Linked DNA regions of Sus scrofa: all the other regions are linked to region 4. A link is a contact called in public HiChIP or PLAC-seq and promoter capture Hi-C data. All regions are on one chromosome and are shown on one strand. The core of a region is the stretch at or near the end of the contact, and the rest is flanking DNA. Distances in the headings are between cores, read along the strand shown.

The links. Promoter capture Hi-C pulls out the DNA fragments that hold promoters and counts their contacts. HiChIP or PLAC-seq counts read pairs in DNA pulled down with a chosen protein or histone mark.
Region 1: a contact with region 4 is called in a promoter capture Hi-C map of liver, with 4 times the contacts expected there. The contact joins the promoter of RAB39B here to the promoter of TMLHE in region 4. A contact is called at or near these places in 1 of 5 promoter capture datasets (liver) and 1 of 47 Hi-C or Micro-C datasets (liver).
Region 2: a contact with region 4 is called in a promoter capture Hi-C map of fetal liver, with 2.8 times the contacts expected there. The contact joins the promoter of VBP1 here to the promoter of TMLHE in region 4. A contact is called at or near these places in 1 of 5 promoter capture datasets (fetal liver) and 1 of 47 Hi-C or Micro-C datasets (liver).
Region 3: a contact with region 4 is called in an H3K27ac HiChIP or PLAC-seq map of alveolar macrophages. The contact joins the promoter of VAMP7 here to the promoter of TMLHE in region 4. A contact is called at or near these places in 1 of 5 promoter capture datasets (liver) and 1 of 2 datasets of contacts at active chromatin or transcription factors (alveolar macrophages).

The regions. Positions count from the first base shown.
Region 1 is chrX:125,526,611-125,529,813 of Sscrofa11.1, forward strand. RAB39B (ras-related protein Rab-39B) reads right to left here and starts at 1,643. Exons shown (of 2, transcript XM_003135517.5): 1 at 352-1,643. The coding sequence starts at 566.
Region 2 is chrX:125,484,013-125,487,573 of Sscrofa11.1, forward strand. It overlaps VBP1 (VHL binding protein 1), which reads left to right and starts at 1,345. Exons shown (of 6, transcript NM_001244980.1): 1 at 1,345-1,447. The coding sequence starts at 1,355.
Region 3 is chrX:125,861,405-125,864,622 of Sscrofa11.1, forward strand. It overlaps VAMP7 (vesicle associated membrane protein 7), which reads left to right and starts at 1,899. Exons shown (of 9, transcript NM_001243593.1): 1 at 1,899-2,018.
Region 4 is chrX:125,671,995-125,675,189 of Sscrofa11.1, forward strand. TMLHE (trimethyllysine dioxygenase, mitochondrial) reads right to left here and starts at 1,722. Exons shown (of 8, transcript XM_003135511.4): 1 at 1,567-1,722.

The sequences.
Region 1 (3,203 bases), core at 393-2,892, 150 kb before region 4:
GTCAGTTATGTTAGGATGACCTGGGAACATTTCTGAAATGTAGCCCGGGGATGGAAACTGATGAACTGCAGAGATTGCCTCCAGCTAGTTTATTAGTCATCCAGGGGCAGCTTGGTGGAGTTTGGGTGTACTATTGACTGGCCTTCTCTGCTACGGCACATCTTTCCCTGCGCTGAACTCCCAGCTAGCTGAAGGTGGGCTTGAGCAGAAACCCTCAGACCCCGGGGTTTTGTCCCTTAGGGCACCCATCCTCCGCCCCCGGACCAAGACCAGGAAGTCCTCTTTCCTCCAGGTCTCTGTGCAAGCCCCAAAGACCCTCCCACTGCTCGAGGGCCCAGGCTGCGCTCCCACCTGAACCTCTCTTGACCCGCAGTATCCCAGATCTGGAGCTTGATGCGTTTTCCTGGCTCGATCTCCACCAGACGGGAGAAAAAATCCACCCCCACTGTAGGGTCTGAAACCTGGGCAAAGCGGCCCTCGGTGAAGCGGCGGATCAGGCAGGACTTGCCCACCGTGGAATCCCCGATGACAATGAGCCGGAACTGGTACAGCCAGATGGCCTCCATGGCTGGGCTCGGCAGGTCTCCGTGCCCCGGGCCGTGCGCGGCGAGACGGGGCGCCCGGCCGAGGCCTCGGAGAGTGCGGCTGGGTCCTGATCTAGATCGGCCGCGAGCGCATCGTTGGCCTGGAAGCCTGAGGCGAGGTAGGCCCAGGAGCAGAGAGAGCAGAGGGATGGATGCTGCGCTCGCAGAGGTGATGAAATGGCAGCAGCATCAGCACCACGCACTCTGACTCATCACTGACAACAGGGCTACTGTAATTCTCCATGTAGAGGCGACTCCAAGGGCCGCACTGTCTGTAAGAGGAGCGCACACAGAAATGGCCTCGAAAACAGCTCAGTCCTTTCCTTTCGCGTTCCTCCACTCATCCTTTCTTTTTAAATTAGAAGTATTCTCTGTCTTTCAAATTGCAAAAGTTAATAAGCCTTCATTAACACTAACGAAACAATACAACAATATACACAAAAACGAAAGTCTATAATTATCTGCTGCCTACCTCCCCAAAGATATTAACCGTTTGGTATATATTCTTCCACGTGTATTTCTATGAAAAGATACATACATATATACATTTACTGCTGTTTGATTTTACAAAAATTGTGTCACATCGGATCATTACTTTGACACTTGCTTTTTGCAATCGATAGAGCATCACAGACATTTTTCCCGTTCCCTTTTCCTTTTGCTGCAATTATCTCTCAAGTGTAGTCACATATATATTATCTCTATGACATGCAAGAAAGACCAGGAAGTCAAAGAGTATAAATATTTAAAATACTATAAATATGGGCATTATGCTTGGCAAAAATATTTAGCTAAATTTAAATTCTAGGCGGCAATGCGTGAAAAGACTATTTTTGGCATTATTTCAAGCATCATATGTGATACTCTTTCATAATACTTGCCAGTCTGATGTAGTTAATGGGATCATTCAATGTGTGGACTTTCGTAACTGGCTTCTTTCCCTTAGCGTGTTTTAGAGGTTCATCCACATCTCCTAACATGTATCAGGACTTCATTCCTCTTTATTTATTTTTATCTTTTTAGGGTCACACCCTCGGCATATGGAGGTTCCCAGGCTAGGGGTCAAGTCTGAGCTGCAGCTGCTGGCCTGTGCCACAGTTCACGGCAACGCCGGATCCTTAACCCACTGAGCGAGGCCTGGGATCAAACCTGCATCCTCATGGATGCTGTTCAGATTCATTTCTTCTGAGCCACAGTGGGAACCCCGCATTCCTTTTTATGACTGAATAATTTTCCCTTGTGTGACATACTACGTTTTGTTTATCCATTTTTCTATCGATGGACGATTGGATTGTTTCTGCCTTTTGGCTATTGTGAAGATTCTTGGACAAGTTTTTGTTTGAATTCATGCTTTGCACTTTTTCAGGTTTAAACCTAAGAGCGGCATTCCTGTGTCCTGGGGTAGCTCTATGTTAAGTCCCTTGAAGAAATGCCAGACTGTTTTCCACGGAGGCTGCGCCAGGGAAGACGTGTGTTCCCCGTCTTCTCCCAACGCTTGTTATTTTCTAACTTTTTGGTTCTAGACATCTTAGTGGGTATGAAGTGATAGCTGATTGTGGTTTTGATTCACATTTCCCTGAAGACTAGTGAATGTGCATGTTTTCACATTCTTATTGGCCATTTACATATCTTCCTTGGAGAAAGGTACACTCTGACCCTCTGCCCATTTTTATTTATTGATTTATTTATTTTAACTTTTTTCTTTTTTGGCCGGCCCGAGGCATATGGAGTTCCCAAGCCCGGGATCAGACGCCAGCCTAGTTTCAATCTAAGTTGCAGCGGCAGCGAGGCGGGACCCTTGACCCACTGTGCCCGGCAGGGGATGGATCTTTTGTCCCAGTGCTTTCAAGACGCTGCAGATCCCATTGTGCCACAGTGCCTATTTTTAAACTGGATTATTTATCTTTTTATTATTGACTTGTAAGAATTCTTTACACATTGTAGGTATAAGTCCCTTCTCAGATACGTGATTTGTAAATATTTTCTCCCATTCTCTGTGTCCTTTTTGAACTTTCTTAAGGGTGTTCTTTGAAGCACAAAGTTTTCAATGTTGATGAAGTAAAGATTATCTATTTTTTTCTTTTGTTACTTGTGCTTCTGGTGTCATGTGTAAGAATATTTTGCCAGATTCAAGTTTGTGAAGATTTACTCCTCTGCATTCTTCTAAGAGCTTTGTAGTTTTAGCTCATACACTTAATCTGTGATCCATTTTATGTTAATTTTTATATATGCTGTGAGGTAGAGGTCCAGCTGCATTCTTTTGCATGTGGATACCTAGTTGTCTAATCACTATTCGTTGGAAAGACGATTCTTTTCCCATTGATGATTTTGGCACCCTTGTTGAAAATCAGTTTACCATAGACTGGTTTATTTCTGGACTTTCAATTTCATTCCTTTGGACTATGTCAGGTCTTATGCCAGTACCACATTGTCTTGATTATTTGGAGTAAGTTTAAAAATCCGGAAGTATGAATTCTCCTACTGTGTTCTTCTTTTGCAAGATTGTTTTTGGCTATTTGGGTCCCCTTTCAGTTCCATATAAATTTTAAAATCAGCTTGTCAGTTTCTGAAAATAGGGCAGCTATGATATTGATTGCGATTTCATTAAATCTGTAGATC
Region 2 (3,561 bases), core at 95-2,594, 190 kb before region 4:
CCTCAGTCTCGCCAGTTCTACAGCAACGGCTATTTTTTAAAACCCTTCCAGCGCCACTCTTTCCTCTAGCCCAGTCCTCCTCTGCCCGCCCCCTTCCCCTTTCCTTCAGCCCCTCCCCCGTACCCAACCTCCATCCCACCTCCCTCACTACTTCGGCCCTACTGTGTGGCAAGATCCTTATTAGGTATTCTACATACATAATCTCATTTCATCTTTACAGCAGCCTTGTTAGTACACCCTTGTTATTCTCATTTTAAAATATGACCTAGGTAATGCTCCTTTCCTACCCTAAATGTGCCTGTTACAGCATTTATTATATTATCTTACCGATTGTTCGGGTCCCTTTAGTTGTCTACAAACTAGGGGTTTAAATAACATGACCCCGTGACTTGCACATAGCCATTTTTAATAAATGTCCATCGCTATTATTATATGTTTGTCCCCACTAAGTAAGGGAGCTGACATATCCTTTATTCAGAAAGGGCCTGGCTTATGGTAGGCTTCGTACGAGTGGATGAAGCACCGCTTCCCCGTGAAGCACTCGAGTGCAAGCAAACGTAGGAGCAAACATGGTGGTTAGATGTCAGAAAACAGATGGAAAAATAATTACTTGGGCCTGTATAACGCAGTTACTTTCAAACGGTTGCAGCAGTGGATGATGTTGGGGAAGTCCTTGGGCCTAGGAGCATTGGAAGAGTTCTTAGGATTTTGCATGTACACTGAAGTTTTGAAAACGTTTGAGCAGGGGTGGTGAGAGGCTGATCAAAGGTGGCTTTTGGTAAATTTTGATGCAATGGACAGGGTATTTATTAGAATCAGGCCACCGCTCCCTGTGGAAGCAAGCATAAAGCAAGTCCCCTTCAAGGGTCAGGAAGCTCGCTAGGATGGTGGGACCAGAAGGACACCCAAGCCCAGTGGCGACGTCTAGGTTCCGGATTTGCTTGTATTCCAAAAGGGATCGTGTCGCCTCGCGAAGGCTATTCTGGAGAGCGCTGCCTGTTCTAGGATAGCAGTGGGATATGTCCCGGCTTGGTACGGGATCATCGGGGTCCTCCAGCCCGCCCACCCCCAAAACCGCCGGAACCCCTTTTCCCAGGACTCGGTATTGGTCCTTGCTGCAGATCCAGGTTCGCCTCAGCTGCCCTTCCGCGCCTGTCACTCACCTGTACGCAGCCAATCAGCATCCAATGGTCGGGAGTTTCATCCGAAGGGAGAGGGGCGGCTGCTTCCTGTGCGCCAATGAATGCGCAGACTCACACGCGAGGGGCGGGCCTGCGGGTGTGAGCGGGCCAATCACAGTCCCCCGGCGGCTGGCAGCCCGAGAGGCAGTTTGTCGCGCGCTCGCTTCCCCAAGATGGCGGACGCTAAGGACGGTTGTGGTTTGGGAGAAGTGGCTGCAGGGAACGGGCGGCGGCTCCACCTAGGGATTCCTGAGGCCGTTTTTGTGGTAAGAGGCACGCCGGTCCTCGGTATCTTGTCTCTGTGTGGTGGGCGACCGTTTCCTTTCTGGCCCCGACCCCGGCCTCGATCGTTGGGGGACGGAGTTGAGCGGGAGGACCTGAGAGAGTGCTCCGTCCTCTCCCACCTCCGCGCCGGCACGCCCTGTGCTGTGTTGGGACCCGCCCTCGGGCAACGCGGTCCGAGGAGGCCCCAGCAGATAAGGTGGCGTGGGGCCCGGAGGACTCGGGAGCGGGGGCGGGGCGGCCCCATCAGCCCCTCCTCCCCGCCCCACGCGGGATTTCCTCCCGTGCCGCCTGGAGAAAGGGAGGCGGCGAGGAGCTGGAGACTCAGCGTAGATGCTGGAGGGAGCGGTGTACACATGGTGACAGGATGCAGTGAGTAGGCAGAAGAGCTGGGGCTAAGGTGTGGAAGTAGGAAAATGGCACCTGGTCTGTTGCCTTGGGGGAGCCGAGTGGCGGGGAAGTGGGGTCGGTGAGAACGTGAGGCCCTTGTGTGTCCTGCTGAGGCACGGAGGCTTTAGCCAGTGGGCAGCGGGTGTCTAAAGAAGGCCACTGTACAGCCTGTTTGCTTGTAGGTACGTCGTCCTAATAACTTAGTAGAGAATAAATCGGGTGGAGTTCAGAGGCGAAGCAGGGAATGCAATTTTGGAGGCTTCGCAGAATGGGGAGACCAACCCGAGTCCAAACAAAGAGAAGCAAGTAGACGCTTCCACTCCTGCGCTTCCGTAAAATTCTCGAAATAGTATTTGAAAGCTCTTTCAATAATGAGAAAAGACCTGACTGCCCTTCCAGACCAATATAACCCGTCTCTGTCCACTCACTTCTGGCTGAACAACTATGAAATCTCTGTGGAAGTTTCTCGACCTTTTGGTTTGTGCCTCTGTTGCCTTATCTCCTCCACCTTTTTGTTAATCATATCTTAGAGTCTTCAAAAGACCCGTTTATTTTATTTATTCTTTTATTTAGGCCACTCTTAAGGTACACTATGCATATTTGCATGTGCCGATTCAGTTTTCTACTGTTTTCTTTATTTTGTCTTTTCTCCCTGAGCTGTGCCGTTTTATTTCTTTACCCTCATTTCCCACCTAGTTGTTAACTAGAGATACAATTTCTTAAATACCAGCCACTTTCCTCATGCTGTTACAAAACCCTAGGCGGCAGGTACTGTTATTCTCATTTTGTAGATGATGAAACTGAGGCACAGAACCCTGGAGTAACTTGCCCCAAGTCACGCAGGGTGCCAGAGAGTTATCCAGGGTTTGAACTTGGGCCCTCTGTAGGACTCTAGAGCCTCTCCTTACTGTCAAGCTCTGCCACCAGGAGGAACATGAGGTAGTTGTCTTGCTCACTGTCATTTCCCCTGATCCTGGCACAGTACCTGACACATAGTGTAAGCTTATAACCAGATGCTGAATTTCTGTAGTGCCTTAAAGTACTACAGTGATGGTGCTCAGCGAGACATGGGCTCAGCACTCTAGTTCACAAGGATAAACTTTATCTGAGGGCTTTATACGTTTTTCCTTAAAATGTTATGGGTTATTTTTTCTAGATCTTAAAATTTCTACCAAATGATAAAACCAATCCAAATTTTATGTAAATATTTTTATTTTCTCAAAGTAGTTAGAATAGCACAGCACAGTATAAAGAACATTGGTTTCTAAATAGACCAGAGTTTGAATCCTGCCTCTACTTCCCACTTGCTGCTCAGCCTCGAACGTATTATTTTACAACTTTGAGCCTCTGTTTCTTTAACTGAAATAGGCGGTAACAATACTTAGAGAGTTTCCACGAGAAACAGAATGTGCTTTCAGTATTGCAAGTAGATGCTTAATATATATTAGTTTCTGTGATGATAGGACGCAGTACCCTAGTTTGGTTTGTATCTCTATTGCCTTATCTCCAAGGCAGACCATCACTCCAAGACAGACTTCTTGGCACTTTCTTCTGTTCCCTTCACACGTTGTGCTGTAGACATAGCTAATGTTTGTTGAACACTTACTAGTAGCTGTTGTATGTCCTTCTGGGTATTTTACACATGCTAACTCACTTGATCCCCTGTGAGGTGGTTACCTCTTTTTCATTTTGCAGATGAGGAAATTGA
Region 3 (3,218 bases), core at 649-3,148, 190 kb after region 4:
CAAAATTTAGAGTTCATACAGCTATTAACTCAGGACTGTCTGGCTCCAAAACTCCTCTCTTTCTAAGGTACTATGCTGTCTCTCAAAGAACAGGTTTTGAATAAAATAAAATTAATATAAAGAGAGAACCTTTGCAGAGGATGAAAAGCTGAAAAAATACTTTGCTAAAAAATGAAAAGGTGATATTTGAGATTCATCTTGGAGAATAAGTAAGATTTAGACAAGGGAGGCAGCCTGTGCAAAAGCACTGAGGCATGAAAAAGCATGGTATTGAAGTGTTAACTCGTGGTAGGCAAGGACATTGTCTGTCTTGTTCACTGCTATATCTCCAGAATTCAGAATAGGTCTGGCTTATAGTAGTCACTTAGCACATACTTGTTGAAGAAATGGGTAGATGGATGGATGAATGTATGACACCATACAGGAGGAGGCTTGAACACAGGATGTGTTGGTGATAGAAGCAGAATATGTAGCAGGGGAGGTAGAGAGAGGTAAGATTATGGAGGGCCTTGAACTCTCTGTCGAGAATCTTAGACTTTATCCTCCACATAATGGGGAGTCAATGAAGATTTTAAGTAGAATTTTGAACTGATCAGATTTTGTTTTAGATAGAGCAATCTCAAGTGATGAGGAGTGGGTGGAAGGAGATGGTGAACAAGATACTACAGGTACAGAGATATTAATTCTGATTTCTACTGCCCAGATCATTTTAGTCATGATTTTGTGAATGTACTTCAGTTAGTCTATAGCCCACCTAGAGCTAATACTAGTAAATAAGGTATGGAATATGCTGTACATATTAGAGCAGAACAGTTTGTATAGCGCCTGTAAATGTAAGATCCTGCAAAGTTGAAGTATGGTAATAGTTGAAAATTGTCTTTATTTTAACAACATGGTTGAGAATTTTTTTGAATCTCAGTACTTAATTGCATTTGATTATCTTGAGATTTACATTTTATACATACACATATTTATCATTCAATATTTATTATTCTGCAAGTTGTCTATATATGTATGTCCATTCTCTATGTTCAATAGGATCAAAGATTATGCCTTAGGAAAATTACATTTTATTAAAGTATAGTTGATTTACAATGTTGTGCCAATTTATGCTGTACAGGAAAGTGATCCAGTCATATATACATTCTTTTTCTCACATTATCTTCCATCATGTTCTATCCCAAGAGGGTCTAGAATTTTGGCTGGAAAGGAGAGGTTAAGTCTGTGTGTGGTGAGGGAGGATTGGGGTTGAGAAAACTGACTTTGGAATGTTTTAGATGAGAGAAACTTTGACAATCTTTAAATGTTGAAAATAAAGAGCAAGTCATCAGGGAGCTGTTGAGTCATAAAACGGACGAATTTATTTCAGGAGCTAGACTTAGGTTGGTAAGAAATAGGGATGTAAACGGGACAGGGGAGCTTACATAAAAGAAGTTATTATTTTCATTATCATGATTATTGCAAAAGACTGGGAAAAAGGATTGCTGAGGGAATCCAAGGAGGTTAAAAAATTTCATGGCGAGAGTAGAGGGAGTTCCTGTCAGATGAATTTATCTCCTCTGTGAAGTAACGGGCTACCTTACCTGCTGAGACTCAGCAAGGAGATGGCAGGGAAAGCTCGGCTCTTCATCTATTCTGCAGACTCAGTGCCAGTGGACTCTCTGTGGCCCTGCGTCCTCTCTCTTACTCGAGGGACTAGCGCTTGATGTTGTTTGTGACAAGAGTTGTTGATGGACCGAGTGACAGATTCCGGGGATAAGCCAGAGGAAACTACCACTCCCGGAATGCAGTGCGGCTCCGGGAAGTGCGGGGGGCTGGGAACGCAGCAGGCCCCGCCCGCCTCTCGTTCCCATTGGAGGGGCGTTCGCATTCCCAGGAGGCCGAGCGCGGGCGGGGCGCTCTATGCGGAAGCCGGCGGCGTCTGGTCTATCTTCTTCTGGGAGCGGGTGGTCTGCTCCCAGTTGTTGAGCCGGGCAACTCTGTCCTAATCCTCGAGTTCTCCCAAAGGGCCCGGACAGGTAAAAGCAGCAGGGAGGGCTGGGCGGAAGGCGGGGAGACGACGGCAGAGGGAGGGAAGAGGTATCTGTGGGAAGGTGGAATTGGGAGGCAATGCAAGGGTGACTAGGGCTTCTCTGGTGTCGACAGTTAGAATTGTCGGGCAGCTCCAGTTTTGATGAAGTGCGTTCTATGCTGTTGAAAAGGCCTCGAGTTAAAGAGTCAGAGTGCGTCACCTAAGTTGTTACAGAAAATTTAACTTTCCCTCAGTTTGTATTCTGCAAGACCTCTCTGTAGCATTGGAATATCTTGAGATTTCTTAAGTCCTCAAAAAACTCCTCTCTACGCCCTTGTTTCGATGACGTCACTTTCTGCTTTACCTCCTACTTCTGGGCTCCTTCGTGGGTTTCTAGTTTTCTGTGTGCCCTTCCTCCAAGGCCCCTTGTTGACATTCTTCTTCTTCCTCAGTTCATATTGTAAACTCTGTATCTCTGCCCAGACCTATTTCCTCAGCTTCAGATCCGCATGATGTTCTCGTTATTACTATTGACAAATATTTAACAAACTGACCATGTACTAGGCTCTTTAGTAAATGCTTTACACCTTCCTCCTTCGCAACTTTCACAATCAGTTATCAAGTCCTTTTCTTTCTGTCTTATTAATTGTTCTCAACTACCTGTACCTCCATTGTCCTACCCTTGATCCCAGAGGATACTGTCATATTTGGGACATACTTTCCCTTTGAATAGCTGTGACTTAGAGAAGACCCACTCATATGTTTAACAAACATTTATTGAGCAGCTAATATGTGTTGGACACTCTTTTAAGTGCAAGGGATATACCTGGAAACGACATAGGAGATAGCTACGCTCGGTGGCTTACTTGGCTGTGTGTGTCGGGGGGCGCAAACAGGAAGACTCAAGATGATAGTATATGATGGTGTTGCTTAAGGCAAAATAGAACAGGTTTTTTGTTTGACAGGGTAGTCTCCTATCCTGAGAAAGTCGGAAGGATTGGGTTGGGTCTCATAACATCACAACAAAAAGAATATTTGTAATACCAACAAGAATAATGTTGATTTGTGACCAGACTTTAGGCTTATTATAAACACCTCTTCTTTTTCTCTCTCATATTGTTTGTTCTCTGTTATTCTGTCTCCTCCAAGGTTATTACATCAGAATTGGTGGTTTTTCAGTTACTGGCTTATTTCTTCCCTAACAAGA
Region 4 (3,195 bases), core at 472-2,971:
GTAGAAAGGGGGTCCCCAGGGCCCCCAACAACGAGCGGATCTATGTTCACTTTGGCTCCAGGCAGAAAGAGACTCTTCCTCTCAGAGGGGGGTTATTCCTCCAGGGCCCGCCTCCCGCCTTCTTCGTCCTGGCAGGCAGAAAGCACGGCTGCCAAAAACACTGCAGCCAGTGAGTGATCAATCTGGGTAGTTTACTGCTGTTCCCAGTGTTAACAAGCAGAGATACAAAACAGCTTGTGGTTCCTGGTACCGTTACCACAAGCAGGAAGTGATCCCTCCCGGTCCGCCCTTCCCAGAAATAGAGAGGTGGGACAAGCAAAGATGTCCCCAGACTCAACCAACACAGCAAACATTCCCTTCATGGTACTGGTTATGAGATAATGTATAACCTTTTTAAGTATAAGGATAAACACATTCACCTCTCCTTGTTGTTAAGATTACAGTACTGTGCATAGCATATGGTTGCCATTATCATTATCACCATTTCCTTACTGAGGACAAATCAGAATGACACGACAATGTCCTTCCATAGTGTTTCTAATTCTTTGCCTTTATAGCTACGTCAGTGTAAAATAAACTGTCATTTTTCCTATGGTGTTTCCTGAAAGGGCAATTCCAAGCGAAGAGGCAGCCCTAATAGACTGCTCTATGGCAATGATTACGGATGTGCTCCTCCATGTGAGATAGCATTTTCCTTTCATCCACTGGGTATACAGTTATGTCACCCAAGTCTTCTATGATGACATTTTTGCTAGGCCGTGTACTACACTCATGGAACACATAACACTTTGGATAATCATTTGTCATCTGGGTAAAACTTTTAATGGTAAAGCATTCAGAAGAGCATTCTTCATTGTTAACATTCAACTAAGGGACTGAATGAATGTTTCCGGTTTTCAGGGCAGTCAGTAAAGTAAGAAGCCTAAACAGGCTTTTCAGAGAACAGAGAGACAGCTTCCTTGACTAGCCTCCCCGACGCCCTGCCCTGCCATTCCCGACTCTTGCTAGGTAGCCTTGCTCAGGAGGGGCACAGAAAGGATAAAATCGGGACAGAAAACATTAGTGGATATCAGCAGGAAAGAAAGTCAGTGCTGTGATGTCTTGAGACAGCCGAGTTCCCGCTCCACCGCACTGCCGAGCAAAGTGAAGCGCGGAGAGGGTAGGGACTCGCAGAAAGCTAAACACGACTAGTCAAGGACAGACCCAGGGCGGGCAAGTCCGATAGAGTCTGAGACAATGTAGTCCGGCCGTCAGTCCCGCCGCGAGGTTGCTCCGGCTCTTCCAGCTCTTCCCAAGCACTAGGCCCATCAGACACCGCGCTGATCTCCAGGCGGACTCTGTCGCACATCTGGCACAAACCGTGACGCCCGCCCTGCGGCAAGGCACAAGTGGCCTTCTCCTCTGCCAGGGCTAAGGTGAGTACCACCGCCCTGAGGCCGAGCAGCCAGGGCAGGAGCCGCCGCCCTCTCACTGCGCCAGGCCTGAAAGCCAGAGCCTGGGCAAACGCACTCACCGCCCCCACCCAGGCCACCGCCCCCCGCCCGCCATCCACGGGGCAGGACCCACCTGTGCTGGAGGTCGCGACTCCCAGTTCAGCGAAGCGGGAGGAACTGAAAGCAAGGCGAGCCTCGGCAGGCAGCCCTGCGCCCGCCTTTTTGCCTTTTGCCCAGAACGGCGGCCCCGCGCGCCCCTCCCCCCGCGCGCCGGGCCCCGCGGCCTGGAGGCCCCGCCCCTCTCCTTCCGGGCGTGCCGGGCGGGGGCCTCGCGCGCCGGGGACCCAGCCGGCTGCGGGGGGCGTGCGGGAGCCTCGGGTCCCGGAGGGCTGGGTTGGGGCGCGCCGGTGGATTGCCTTCCTTGAGCAGGTTTGGAAGCAGCGGGGCGGAGAGGAGGCTGGATGGACCCTGTGTAACTCTGCGTGTAAAAGCCAGGTCGCCCTGCTTGCCTTTTCAGGGATACTCCCAGTTCGCTCCTATTTATGGTGATTTATTGAGGTTCCCTAGGACTAACATTCTTCCAGTATCCTTCCACCACTGTCTTGATCTTACATGGCATACCACTCACTTTTGAACGCCCACCAGTTCGCTTGAGCACCTTGAACCCAAGGTCCAGGTAGAGTAGTAAATACAGTGAGCGCTAGAACGCAACACACCTTTAGGAACACACATGCGGGTAAAAATTCAAGAACCATACGTATTGCAAAGAAGGAGAAAATATTTCATTGAAATAACATATGCAATGGAAATTCAGGGCGGAGGGAGAAATTGAGAGCAACAGCAAACAACGAATCAATATATAGACGTTGAAAATGGGAAACTGAGCAGTATTGTAGTTATCAGAGGTGATAATTGTTAGTCTAATGTCGAAAGGGTAATAATAAAGCAAACAGTTTGTAGAAGTCGGGGTCAACAAAAAAAGAAAAACCCTTCCTACTTTTCCTCTGGAACTCTTTCTGCCAGAGCTGTACCCCTATTTGTCTCTTTGGAAATTTGGTGCTCATTCTTTTGGACTCAATTTAGATTTTGCCTTCTCTGTGAATTTTTCATTGTCTGTCCCAGATAAATTTATAGCTTCCTTTTTCGTCAGTGCAATATGACCAATCCATCCAGCACAGGCCTCAAGTGTACCACTTATCATTCTGGATTGTAATCTCTCCCTTTGCATGCCTGTGCCCTCCAATGAACAAGTAGCTTATCGAGAGCAAAAAGTTCATAATTTTCCCACTTATTTTCCAAGTCCCTAGCTAGCTCAGAACCTAACATATATTATGTGCTCAGTGAATATTTGTTGAGAATTGTCTACACTCAGTGAATAGATAGAAAAAAGAGTATAGCTTGAATATGAATCACTCTACAGAGGAATAACTGAATAAGGTCAGGGGATAGAGTGGTATTCATTCATGCAGCAAACATTAATGAGTATCTCCCGAATGCCAGGTGCAGTATTAAGCACTGGGTGTAAAAAAGTAAACAAAAACCGGATAGGGTTCATGCCCTTATGGAGTTTAAAGAACAAATAGGAATTGGCCAGGCAAACAGGAAAAGGAACATTCCAGAGGGAGGGAACAGTACGATCAAAGGTCTTGTAATAGGAAGGAGCATGACAGCAGTGATTAGAGTGAATAAGATCAATAAAGGTAAGGTGAAATCAACACATGGAAAGTACCCAGAAAGAGGCAAGAGGTTGGTAGATAAAGCC